Regions from separate parts of the Mus musculus genome. Here regions 1 and 2 are each linked to region 3. The links are chromatin contacts, called in public HiChIP or PLAC-seq maps. All regions are on one chromosome and are shown on one strand. Each heading gives the region's core, a stretch centred on a gene start, on an enhancer-like site or on the middle of the called end of the contact. The rest is flanking DNA. Distances are from core to core; before and after follow the strand shown. Region 1 holds the start of Sec24a (Sec24 related gene family, member A (S. cerevisiae)). Region 2 overlaps Gm30217 (a long non-coding RNA gene). Region 3 overlaps Cdkl3 (cyclin-dependent kinase-like 3).

Evidence for each region. HiChIP or PLAC-seq counts read pairs in DNA pulled down with a chosen protein or histone mark.
Region 1: a contact with region 3 is called in an H3K4me3 HiChIP or PLAC-seq map of the SCID.adh cell line, with 12 read pairs. The contact joins the promoter of Sec24a here to the enhancer-like site in region 3. A contact is called at or near these places in 7 of 39 promoter capture datasets (the 3T3-L1 cell line, the C10 cell line, the HPC-7 cell line and 3 more), 1 of 484 Hi-C or Micro-C datasets (nephron progenitors), 2 of 115 datasets of contacts at active chromatin or transcription factors (the SCID.adh cell line and bone marrow-derived macrophages) and 4 of 9 other capture datasets (adipose tissue, liver, macrophages and 1 more).
Region 2: a contact with region 3 is called in an H3K27ac HiChIP or PLAC-seq map of regulatory T cells, with 2.9 times the contacts expected there. The contact joins two enhancer-like sites. A contact is called at or near these places in 5 of 39 promoter capture datasets (the C10 cell line, cranial neural crest, embryonic stem cells and 1 more), 3 of 484 Hi-C or Micro-C datasets (myocytes, nephron progenitors and uterus), 4 of 115 datasets of contacts at active chromatin or transcription factors (CD8 T cells, T-cell acute lymphoblastic leukemia, embryonic stem cells and 1 more) and 1 of 9 other capture datasets (adipose tissue).

Annotation. Positions count from the first base shown.
Region 1 is chr11:51,754,565-51,758,680 of GRCm38.p6, reverse strand. It overlaps Sec24a (Sec24 related gene family, member A (S. cerevisiae)), which reads left to right and starts at 1,847. Exons shown (of 23, transcript NM_175255.3): 1 at 1,847-2,604. The coding sequence starts at 2,508.
Region 2 is chr11:52,311,516-52,315,504 of GRCm38.p6, reverse strand. All of the region lies in intron 2 of Gm30217 (a long non-coding RNA gene), which reads right to left. Among named protein-coding and RNA genes, the nearest start is that of Gm30217, 6.0 kb to the right of the region's middle. Within about 2 kb of position 1,289, at least 51 of the 459 cell types and tissues checked have an H3K27ac peak or open chromatin away from gene starts, as enhancers often do. A contact at or near this core is called in CD8 T cells, T-cell acute lymphoblastic leukemia and regulatory T cells, where this site is marked.
Region 3 is chr11:52,044,584-52,048,410 of GRCm38.p6, reverse strand. The region is part of intron 13 of Cdkl3 (cyclin-dependent kinase-like 3); the gene reads right to left. Among named protein-coding and RNA genes, the nearest start is that of Cdkl3, 42 kb to the right of the region's middle. Within about 2 kb of position 1,785, at least 126 of the 459 cell types and tissues checked have an H3K27ac peak or open chromatin away from gene starts, as enhancers often do. A contact at or near this core is called in CD8 T cells, the HPC-7 cell line, the SCID.adh cell line and 8 more, where this site is marked.

The sequences.
Region 1 (4,116 bases), core at 598-3,097, 290 kb after region 3:
AGGAGGCAGAGGCAGGTAGATCTCTATGAGTTCGAGGCCAACCTGGTCTACAAGGCAGTACCAAGATGAGAAACTGTCTCTAAAACACAAAGCAAAACAAACCAAAGAGTTTCATCTTCATCCTAAAGAAGCCTACCTGGATCTTGTAATAAGGAGTGGGGGCGTGGAGAGACGGCTGGTAGTGAAGAGCACCGGCTGTGCTCCCAGAGGACTAGGGTTCCTTTGCTATCACTCACATCATGGCGGTCACAACTGTCAACTCCAGTGCTGGGGGATGCAGTGCCCCCTTCTGACCTCTGTGTGGGCACTGCATACACATGGTGTAAAATACTTTTTTTTTCTTTTCTTTTCTTTCTTTTTTTTTTTGGTTTTTCAAGACAGGGTTTCTCTGTGTAGCCCTGGCTGTTCTGGAACTCACTCTGTAGACCAGGCTGGCCTCGAACTCAGAAATCCACCTGTCTCTGCCTCTCAAATGCCGGGATTAAAGGTGTGTGCCACCATCGACCAGCGTGTAAATACTTCTATGTAGGTACCCATACATACAGAAAACAAACTTTAAAACAATAAAACAATCTTTTTTTTTAATTGTTTAATTCCACTCAGAGCAAATATATTTTAGTATGGTTTTGAGGTAACTATTAATGAAATCAAGGTTAGGGTAAATTTGTATATGTGGTTACTGCTTGCTTCTTGGGTCTGACAGTAGTTTTAGATTGTGCTCTTTTTCTGTAATACTTCGTAGCCAGCATTAGATAGTAAATGAGTTTGGTAAGATGTACTTTCGCCCGAGGTTGTGAAACTCATGGCATAATACGTTTCAATCAGCAGCACACATCTGTGAAGGACTTTGTCATCTGCTTGGAGCAGGTAAAACCAAAGTAGCTAAAGATCACACTGATATCACTAAGTATGTTGCATAACCAACCAGTTTCTACTTCTCTTTGGTCTTACAAGTCAGAAAGTCTGTTTGGGGGTAAAAATAAAAGCAACCCACAAGCTACTTGCCCAGAAAGGACATTTGAATTATTCGACTTAATGTAAACTCTCATAATGTAAACTGCCTTTAATTCTTTTGAACTCAGGGCTTCTTCCTACAAGGTTAGGGAAACTCTTTATGAGTGACCTACATATCTAACCCCTTTTAAAGAAACTGAGTCCTGGTAAATTGCCCAGGCTGGTCTTGAATTCAAGATCTTCCTGCCTCACTTTTCTGTATCCAGAACTATAGGAGTACGATACCATTACAATTACCATTTTAAATGTTATTTAGTCCGGGGCCTCAGTATTTTTTTTTTTTTCGGGACAGGGTTTCTCTGATTAGCCCTGATTGTCCTGGAACTCACTCTGTGGACCAGGCTGGCCTCGAACTCAAAAATTCGCCTGCCTCTGCCTCCTGAGAGCTGGGACTAAAGGCGTGCGCCACCACGCCCGGCTTGGAGCCTCAGTATTAACTAAATACTTGTTATTATAGAAGTTGCCTAGCTCAGTGTAAACTAAGGGCTTCCCTAGGACATTGGACTCCATTGTCAACACTGGGATAGGAGAGGGATGGATTCCCGATCCATGTGTGGTGGATGTACTTCGGAGTGACTATGCTACCAACAGGCTAACGTCAAAATTAATCTTAATCCTCCAGTTGAAAAGAAGAGCTTCCTCCTTAACGTCATCAGACATTTTAACCTTGACCCAGCATCTTCACTCCAGCCCTGGCTGACCTGACTAGGCCGCCTTCGAACTTAGAACACTTCTGCCTCGACCTCCTGATTGCCGCCATGTCCCGCCCATGACACTTTGACAAACACACGTAATTGAACACCTCTTTTTAAAATTCTCTTGCACTCTACAGCTGGCATAGCATCGGCTGGGCCACCAGCGGTAGCCGAGGACATCGGTCGTCTCAGGTAATCCTCAGAGAATCCCGGAAGAGGAGCCGGGTCTCTCCTGTCCCACCCAATCGATTCTAAAAATCCGCACCACCCCTGGGACTGTCAGCAAGGTGACGTTCTCCACGCCGGGTATTTTCGCAGTGGTGACACAGGCTACTTCCGGCGGGCGGCGGGAGTCCGTGACGTGGCAGGCGAGTCCGTGCACGGTCCTCCGGGCCCGGACACGGGACTGTCAGGTGCCCTCGGGGCAGCTCCCCGGGGACAGAGAGCACGGCCGCAGCCTCCAGCCGGAACCGGAAGTGCCACGTGTCCCCACTGTGCCTGCGCGGCCGGCGGCTCCGCCCAGGGCCTCCCTCCTCTCCGGGTTCGGCTGCTGCCTCCGAGCCCGGCGTTCCCAGCCCAGCCGGCCTGACTCCGGAGCCTCTCCGCGCCCTGGCCAGGTCGTGGCCGCCGGCGGGCAGAAGACACGGACACGCCATGCCTCTACTTTGACGTGCCACCCCGCGTGTTCCGCTTCTCCGGCCTCCAGGTCCCTGCCCTCGGTTTTCCTGTTGGAGCTCTTAGGCTGGGCGCTGCGGTCGACCCCGACGGCTCCGTCTTACCCTGAGATCCCCGGGCGCCATGGCCCAGCCCCGGATCCCCGCTGCCCGCGGTGCCGCAGCTAGCCTCCAGGCCCAGAACGGAGCCGCCTCAGCCTCGGGGTCTCCCTACACCAACGGTGAGTGCCGCACGGGGGCGGGGAGGGCGGCACAGCTCGGGCCAGGGACAAGTCCCAGCCAGGTCTACCGCGGGGAGTGGCGGATGACGGCCTGGACCCGGGAGCCGCGGTGGACATGCACCTGCAGATCCACGCTGGTGGGACAGTTTCATGTGTATTTATAGGTTCAGCCTGCAAACAGTAAGCACCTGCAGTATGCAACGTCTGAGATAAACAAGAGGTGAACAAGAATCGTAGACGAAATCAGTTCCCAGAACTGCCTTATGGAGGTCATAGTGTCTGGGTGTCATCACGCAATGCGCCACCTCAGTCCTGTGTCCTGGAGGGCAGGGTTCATCTCGGGTCCGCAGGCTCGAAGTGCAGGGGGGTGGCGGGTCAGTGCTTATTAATACTAATTTGCAGAGATGAATGAATGACTCCGTCTTTGACAGATCCCTTTAGGACTTGCTCATCTCTGCAGGGATCTTTCTTCAAGGATCTTCTTCCTACGACAGTCCTTGGGCCTCCTGTTTAGTTTTTCAGTTGTGGAAGAACCAAATAGATGGATGGCTAGGGCTTCGTTTCTAGGGCCCTCCTCTTCATTTAGAATGTAAGTTAGTCACAACTCTCTGAACCCTAGAGAGAGTACATCTGGCACTATAATTTATCATTTGGCGGGAGAATATCTTATAATTGGATATCTCTTCTAGGATTCCTGACGCCTTCCTACAGCGTGATTTGCTAAGCTTATTTTAATTGATATAATAAAGACTCATTTTCTGCCTACTTACAAATTAGCCTACAAATCTTTGCTTTATGGGAAGAAGACAGGGAGAATAATACTAAAGTACTTACTGTGCCCATTTAAAGTTGTAGAAAATAGCCAGTGACTAAAATTGCTGGTTACAATGTATTTAGAGAAGACTACTGTTTTCTTTACAAAGAATGTTCTTTGTAAGACTTAAAAATGTGGGTAGGCAGCTATGTGGGCAGGGCAAGAGAAGCTGAGAATCACTGACAGGTTTTCAACTTGAATTGTTTCTTGAGTTTATAGTAAGAGATTATGTAAACTACATTTTCTTCTGTGACATTGACATTTGCTGAGAAGATGCAATCATCCACTTTAAGGTGAAAACAACTGAAGATGTCGCCTGTGTGGGTTTTGCTTACGAATTGCACTTAAATCACAAAGTAAATGTGCCAGTAAGCTTACATGCAAGTAGAGCTGTGAGGACTTTGAAATGTTTTTGCAGGAATTGAATCAGTATGTTAGGCTCTGTTGGAGATATTCCATTGCTATTTATTTATTTATTTATTTATTGACACTGTCTCGCTCTTATCTCCAGTTGGCTTGAAACTTGTGGCAATTCTCCTGTCTCAGCTGCTCTAGTGCTTGCATTGCAGAGCTGGAATTTCCATAGCCCACTTACTTTGTTAATTTGGTCAAAGCCAAACATGCACCTGTTGCACATCTATGTTCTGACCTTGGGCATAAGAGTGCACTCCTGTCTGGGTTGCTTAGAGCTATTTGGG
Region 2 (3,989 bases), core at 40-2,539, 270 kb before region 3:
GGAGAAGTGGGGCTGGAGAAAGATGGCTCCGTGGTTAAGAGCATTTGCTGCTCTTCCAGAGGATGGGGGTTCAGTTTCCAGCAGCTAGATGGTGGCTCATGATAGTCTCTAACTCCAGTTCCCCGTGATCCAAAGCCCTCCTCTGGCCTCTGTGGGCACTGAACACACATGGTACATAGAGATATATGTAGGCAAAACAGCCACAACATAAAATAATAAAATTTTAAAAAATTAAAGAAAAGCAGACATGAACCCTTACAATACAACTGAGAGATCTCATACAGACCAGACAAGCCTCTAACTCCCCATGTAGCCAAGGCTACCTTGAACGACTGATCCTCCTGCCTCCATGCCCAGTGCTGGGATCACAGGCAAATGTCACCGCCATTAATCTATGCAGTGCCCTGGGCTTTGTACATGAAGGGCAAACTTTCTGCCAACTAAGGTACGTTCCTCAGTTCTCTCTCTCTACTCCTTCCTTTCTCTTTCCCTCCTTCCTGTTTGTTTGTTTATTTAAACAGAGCTAGCCCAAAACTTGATAACCAAGGATGATGAACTTTCGATCCTTCTGCCTCCCCTTTCCAAGTGCCAAAATTACAGTCATGAGCCACCATTCCTCATTTGCATCATGCTGGGGACTGAACCTAGGCTTCACTGAGGTTATACAAGCCCTCTATCAACTAAGCTGCACCCCCAGGAGGCAATCCCTCTGTCTCTCGGGTCGGGTCTCTTGGGTCTCTCTCTGTCTCTCTCTCCTCTCCCTTCCTTCTTCCCTCCCTCCCTCCCTTTCTCTCCCCCTGCAAATCTCCCATGCAGGCAGGCAGGCAGGCAGGCAGGCAGAAGGAGCATTTCACAGACTCAGCACATTCTTCCCTCTCATGAGCTCAGGTGTCTGATTTTTCCCTTGCGACGCTCCTAGTGGTGAGCTGGAGGTACAGTGAGCGGTTTTGAAGGCAGGTTCCTTATCTCTAAGCGTTATCTAAGCATCAAAGCCCACTTGAAGAAAAAAAGCAGTTTCAACATCAAACTTGAAAGTTTGACTGTTAAAAGGAAGAGCCGGGACAAAGCGACCACAGCTTTTATCGCACGTTTATGAAGGTGGCGTGTGGTGGGAATACTACGTCTCGGGTCTGCTGCTGAGAATGCTCGGTGGCCTTTGAACAAAAAACAAAACGGTGGATGGAAACTGCCGGTAATTGTCTTTACCTATGGTTTCAGAGGGCGCACACACCGGGCCTTGCGGTTGCGGGCGCTATTTCTTGCTGGGGTTCGCGTCCTCGGCCCTGCCTGGCACCCAGTGGAACAGATCAGGTCTCAGATCTGTGCACCTGTGGTTCCCGCAAGGAGGCAAGTGGATTACCACGAGATAGGGCAACAATGGAAAGTTTTCTCACCTGAAAGGTCTGGGGGAGGGGAAGGGGAGTGCTGTGTGCCCCGGGGAGACTCAGAAAAATAAGAAGCCTGAGAAAGCCAGCCCCCTCCCACCCAGGAGCCCCCTTGGCCCACAGTGTTTATTTTCGTTGTCATAGGTTTCTTCTACTGAAGGAGATGCCCTGGTTTTTGAAGAAAATAAAGTGAGCAAACAGAACTTTGAAGATCAGAGATCCCCCCCCCCCAAAAAAAAAGGTACATGGGGTTAGGGACCTACCTCAGTTATAAAGTGCTTGCCTCGCACGCACAGAAGCCCTGGGTTCAATTCCCAGCACCATATAAACGGCGTGGGGGTTCATTCCTTTAATCCCAGCAGTGGGGAGATAGAGGCAGGAAGATCAGAACCTCAAAGTATCCTTTTAGGGATTTCAAGGCCAGCCTGGGCTATGTGAGACCTCATCTCAAAGAACATGTTTATGTCTAGAGATATGCTCTATATCACAGCAAAAGGCCTACTGGGTGTTTCTAAGAGTCAGCTGACATTGCCCAGGCAAGCCTACTACCAGAGAACACCATGTGGTGACACACAAGGTTCATTTGCTTTTGCTAGGGACAGTGGCAGGTGGGAGGGTCCTATCAAAATGGCCAAAGAATTCTGACAATTCCTTACTCCAGAGGAAAGTCATGGAATCTTTCTGAGCAAGAGACTCGGTCCCCAAGTCCAGGAGGAGGCCCTCTCCAGGTCCTAGTGCCAGACTAAGGCCAGAGTGTCAGGGGCTACTGAAAAGGTTACTCTATGATCCCTAAATTTCAGGCCCTCTGGAGTCTCATCAGCCTGTGATCTGATCAGCCTGAAGCCACATGGCCTTGGTCCATCTTCTGTTGCTCGAACAAAATACCCAACCTGGGATAATTGATAAAGAATAAAGGTTTATTTGGCTCGAGGCTCAGAGGCACAACAGCAGCATCTGGTGAGTGTCTTCTGGCTGCATATAAGGCCATTAGAGTGACACTTGAACCTCTCTCACACTCCTGACCAGTTCCCCAGGTCTCCATAGCTAAATGCCATCCACACGTGGCTGGGAAGACCAACCTGGCAAGCCTTTATGGGGCACACATTCAAATCACAGCACAGCCCTAGACCTGAGCCAGGTGGGCGGAGAGCTGACCACAGGTATGGAAGAAGGGACAAAGAAAACCTTATAGAAGGACTAAGGGGACAAACATGAGACCAGAAGAAGGCCAACTAGAGAGTGTAATGAGGCCAGGTTGTTATTCATGCCCATGTTGTAGGTTCCCAAATATTTTTTAAGTTGGATTTTTCTTTTTTGCAGTGTTAGAGGTTGAAGCCAGGGCCTTGTATCTTCCAGATTCCAAATACAAGCTCTACCACTAAGCTCCATCGAACTGTATTCTGTATGTTTGTAGAGAATATATATATATTTATATTGAATCTCTATGTATACTTATAAAATCTCTAACTGCATTCTAAATATTTATAGGGAAGATATACACTTACATAGAATCTATATCTATATATACTCATATAATCTCTAACTCCATCCTATATACTTATATAGAATGTATATAAATATATTCATATAACCTCTAGCTGCATTTTAAATACTTATCCCCACACCCACAGGCATGTGTAGCTCTTACTCCTCATCAAAGAACCAGAGATGGTTTCAGAATGCCATCACTGGCTAAACTGCAGAGATCAATTGGCCATGAGGTGCCTGACCCCATGACATTTACAATACAACCCCTTCACTTGAGGCTCAAGAGGCATGGAGGAAGAGGGGGAGGAAAGATTTTAAAAGCCAGAAGCCCAGGAATGTTGTTGTGAGATAGTCTGTTCTGGGTGGGATAGGGGGGAGGGAGACAGAGCAGAGTGGGTATGGAGGAGGGGCGTCTGAGAAGAGCTGGGAGGAAGAAGGAGGTAAATATAATCAAGATACCTTACATGACATGTCTGAAGAATGAATAAAAACATTATATTATTTAAAAAACAAAACCCTAGCAAACAAACTAATGAACTAACAGAAAGCAAGCATGATTACTCCTGGAAATGCCCCAGACCCACACATGGCCCGCATTCAAGATCGCCATTATGACCACATTCTTTCATTTTAATTATTTATTTTTATTTTATGTACACTGGTGTTTCGCCTGCCTGCATAACTCTGTGAAGGCATCAGATAGTGAGCTGCATGTGGTTGCTGGGAACAGAACTGGGGTCCTCTGGAAGAGCAGCCGGGGCTCTTAATGGCTGAGGCATCTCTCCAGCCCCTGTGACGGTGTCCTTAAAAGTTATTTTACTTATACTAAAAGGTGAATGTGTGTGTGTGTGTGTGTGTGTGTGTGTGTATGTGTGTCTGTGTGTGTGTGTGCGCGCGCGCGCGCACGAGCGCGTGCTCACTCACTCTCATGTGTGTGCTTGTGTGTGCTGTCCCAGCCATTGTACATTTGCTTATTTAGCATTTTTGTTTGTTTGAAGACAGTGTCATGTAGCTCAGGCTGGCCCCACATATGTCTGAAGATTGCCCTGCCTCTCCTTCCTGAGACCTCAGATTACAGTATATACCACCTCTCCCAGTACTGGGAAGTCAAACCCA
Region 3 (3,827 bases), core at 536-3,035:
TTAAAAACTTACTGACACACTGTTTTGTGTGGCCCATTCGCTTTCTATATCCTTTCTGTGGGAAGTGCTGATGGTGAATATGGCTGTCAATCTGACTTGTTGGAGAGGACTGGTGTGCAGCTGGTGCTATAAGAAGACCGACCATGAACTCAGGTGCTATCCAATAGGCAGGGGACAGACAAAGCAAAAAGGAGGCAGAAGTGGGAAGCAGGCAATTACATGCTTGACTCTTGCTGAGTGGAGGTGAATTTTGCCGTTTCTTTCTAATGTGAACATTGGATGCTTCAGCCTCTAAGGACAGATTTGCACCAGTGGCTCCTCAGGGACTGTCGGGCGTTTGCCCCAGACCGTGGCACACCGTGTCTCTTGTGCTGAGGTTTCCATCTTCTCAGACCGAGAGCCACCTTGGCTCTCTAGTGTGCAGATGGCCTCAGTGCACCCATCAGCCTCTGACGATGTTAGTGAACCTCATAAGCCTACTCTTGGATCATCCTATCATCCTATTTGTTCTGCTTATCTGCGGACCTCTGACTAATACAATAACTGATCATGATCATGTAGATGGTTATCTCACATAAACAACATTTAACAGAAGGCAATTCAAGGCTGGTTTGGTTGAGAACAAACATAAATTAAGAGGTATCTTGTGTCACAAAACAGGATGTGAAACAGTTAAAAACATTAAAAATGAGATCTGGAAGGGAAAAAGAAGACTAGGAGGGCTATACATTCTTAAATGTGAAAAGCTTAGTATCATTTTCAAGAACCAGAATGTTATAGCAAGAATAAATTAAGTAGGCCTGCTTTTTAAACGGTTATCAGACACAATACTCGGAGACTGAAAAGTATCAACTCCATGCCAAGTTTCCAGCTGGGAGAACCATGGGACTGAGATGAGAGGTGTCTTCAAAGGCGGGGCCACTGTGGACCCTGAGCTAGTCAAGCAGTTTGGAGACAACCTGATCACCTCTCACAGCCAGTCCCCTGACTGGACAAGCAGCAAATGATCACCTCTCTGTCTGACCAGAGGGAACACGCACAGGGGGAGAGGGAGCACGCACAGCGGGTATAGACTTCTCACAGGTACACCCATGATACAAATGACCAGGCAAAAACAGTCTCAAGAAAGATTCCCTAAGTCTTCACCCAGGTCCTGCCACACTACCTGCCCACAGCAGCGATCCTCCTTGGGCTGCTCCCCACCCATTCCCAGGAGTCAGTCTCGTTTTCCTTAATAATTCTATGTTCACTCTGTTCATTCTTGTTTGCTTTCCTTATTATTCTTGGGTACAACACAAAACACCCAGAAGACAGAAATGGGGGCCTCTTTGGTGACCAGTGCTTGCCCAGCATCCAAGCTCCGGGGTTAAGCTGACTAAACTGAGACAGGCCCTTTATTACACACAAGGGATCCACATCAGTTTCACTTTTAAAAACAGGAAGAGCTGGAGGGAAACCATGGTTAGGATAAAGCCGTCCTGTTTAGACCTGTATGTCTGCTCTCAGGAGGTCATCTGGGATGTGGGGACCATGCTAAGCTGCTTGCATGGGAACAGGAAGAACAAAGAACTGAAACCCTGTGCTCCAGGATGCGGACAGGGAAGCAGGTGGGAAGGTGATTTAGCAGAGGAGCAGAGGGGCACTTGGAGGTGAGAAAAGAAAGAAGACATGTGACAAAAAAAAAGATGAGAGTGGTTCCAGAAAGGGACGGTGATTCACAGTGTCAAACCTTACACAAAGGTCACAAAGGGAGGGGGGGAGACTGAAGAAAGCCACAGAGCTGACTGATTTAGGAGATGGGTGGAGCCCAGCCAGAGCAGGCTTTCAGGACTGCTGAATCAGGAGCCAGGCCTAGTTAGTTAACAGGCCAAATTTCACTTTACTAATTAATGCAGTAGGGCATGCCTTCTCCTCTCTACCACATCCTCTGTCTCCTTTTGAAAGGAAGTGGGTCCCACAGTTATACTCGTGCGCTACCAATTATCACCTTTTCTGTTTGTGACAACTGAGGGCAAAGGACTGTAGCCAGGACTTCTGCCTCATCCTATGAATATCTACAAGGCAGATTTCAAAACCCAGACCCCGATTACTGATTCATCTGCAGTGCACAGCATGCTTGAAGGAAAGAGATGGTGGCCAGACTCAGTGGCAGCAATCCGGTTAGCAGAGGCTGCCTGCTGAGAAGTTATGTGACCCATCCCTGGCTCATACTTCTTCCAAGGCCACAGTGGCAGCCTAGTGATCTTGCATTTGAAAGTCTCCTCAAAAAAAGAACTCTCATTTTAAAAGTGACAACCACTGAAAAGTCTGGAGATGCCCAAAGTAAGAGGTATGCTTTTAGATCACCTTAAGGACTCAATGAGCAGGGTGGTGGTGCACACCTTTAGTCCCAGTACTCTGGAGGCACAGGCAGGTGGACTCTGTGAGTTCTCGTGCATCTCAGTCTACAGAGTGAGGTTCAGGCCAGCTAGGGGAGACTCTGTAAAACAAGCAAAGAAACAAGAAAATAACAAGAACTCCATGAATGTGCAAAAATTCTGAAGAAAAGACCCAAAACATTGTAAACTCGGGGAAAAAAAGAAGGAAAAGAAAACCAAACCTCTGGCCTATGGTCTTAATGGATGACTGCAGCAGTAATACGGCTCTGTGAGAGGGGGAGCACTAGAGGGCCACTGTGTCTCTACACCGACTTTCTTCCCAAGAGCAGCAGCAGACACACATGTTTATCTTTAGGGTTATTTTATTTCTTATGAATATGTGTGTTTTACCTCTGTACCATGCCTATGCCTGGTGCTGGCAAAGAACAGGAGAGAGTGTTGGATCCCCTGAAACTGGAGTTACAGATGGTTGTGAGACACCGTGTCGGTTCTGGGAATCAAACACAGATCTTCTGAAAGAACAGTCAGTGCTCTTAATCTCCAAAATATCTCTCCAACCATGTCTTTTTTACATTCTAAATTCATACACTCATGGTAGCTCAGACCTTCCGGTGAGGTAGGGGGATAATGAGTTAGAGGCCAGCCTGGGCTACACAACAAGATTGAAGTCAGCCTGGGTTACATTACACAAGACTCTGAAAACAAAATTAACCAACGAAACAAACACACAAAGACCCTCTGAATACAAAGTCTCTTCTCATTTCTAGTAAAACATCTTGTGCACACAGAGCAGACACTGGGTTGTTATCACCTGTCCCAGCTTCATGTCTAAAGCAAATGCAACTCCTCAACACGCCACAGGGCAGAGGGCACGTCCATGCTGAATTTATTCCCAAAGTAAAGAAGTCACAATGTGCTCTGACAACTTACACATTAGAGCAAAACCAAGAAGCACAGCTCGCCTTCCCCAAAGGTATTCTACAGGCCTACAGATAACTGAACTTGATCAGGACAAAGCTACTACGTCTTTGGTCTGTTAAGCCTTATCTCAGGAATTCTCACAATATCTCCAAAAAAACGGAGCCCAGCGGTTAAGAGGACTCAGTCTCTGTTTCTAGCATTCACATGGCAGCTCACAATGTCTGAAACTCCAGTTCCAAGGAATTTGATGCCCTTTCTGGCTTGTGTATGAGGCCAGCACATACATGCAGCCAAAACAATTCATATACACTAAAACAACTTAATGTCTCTCAGGAAAAAAAATTTTTTTTCCGAGACAGCAGGGTTTCTCTGTATAGCCCTGGCTGTCCTAGAACTCACTCTGTAGACCAGGCTGGCCTTGAACTCAGAAATCCGCCTGCCTCTGCCTCCCAAGTGCTGGGGTCAAAGGTGTGCACCACCAAGCCCGGCTGCTAAATCTATTCTTTTTAATGTTAATTTACTTTGTGT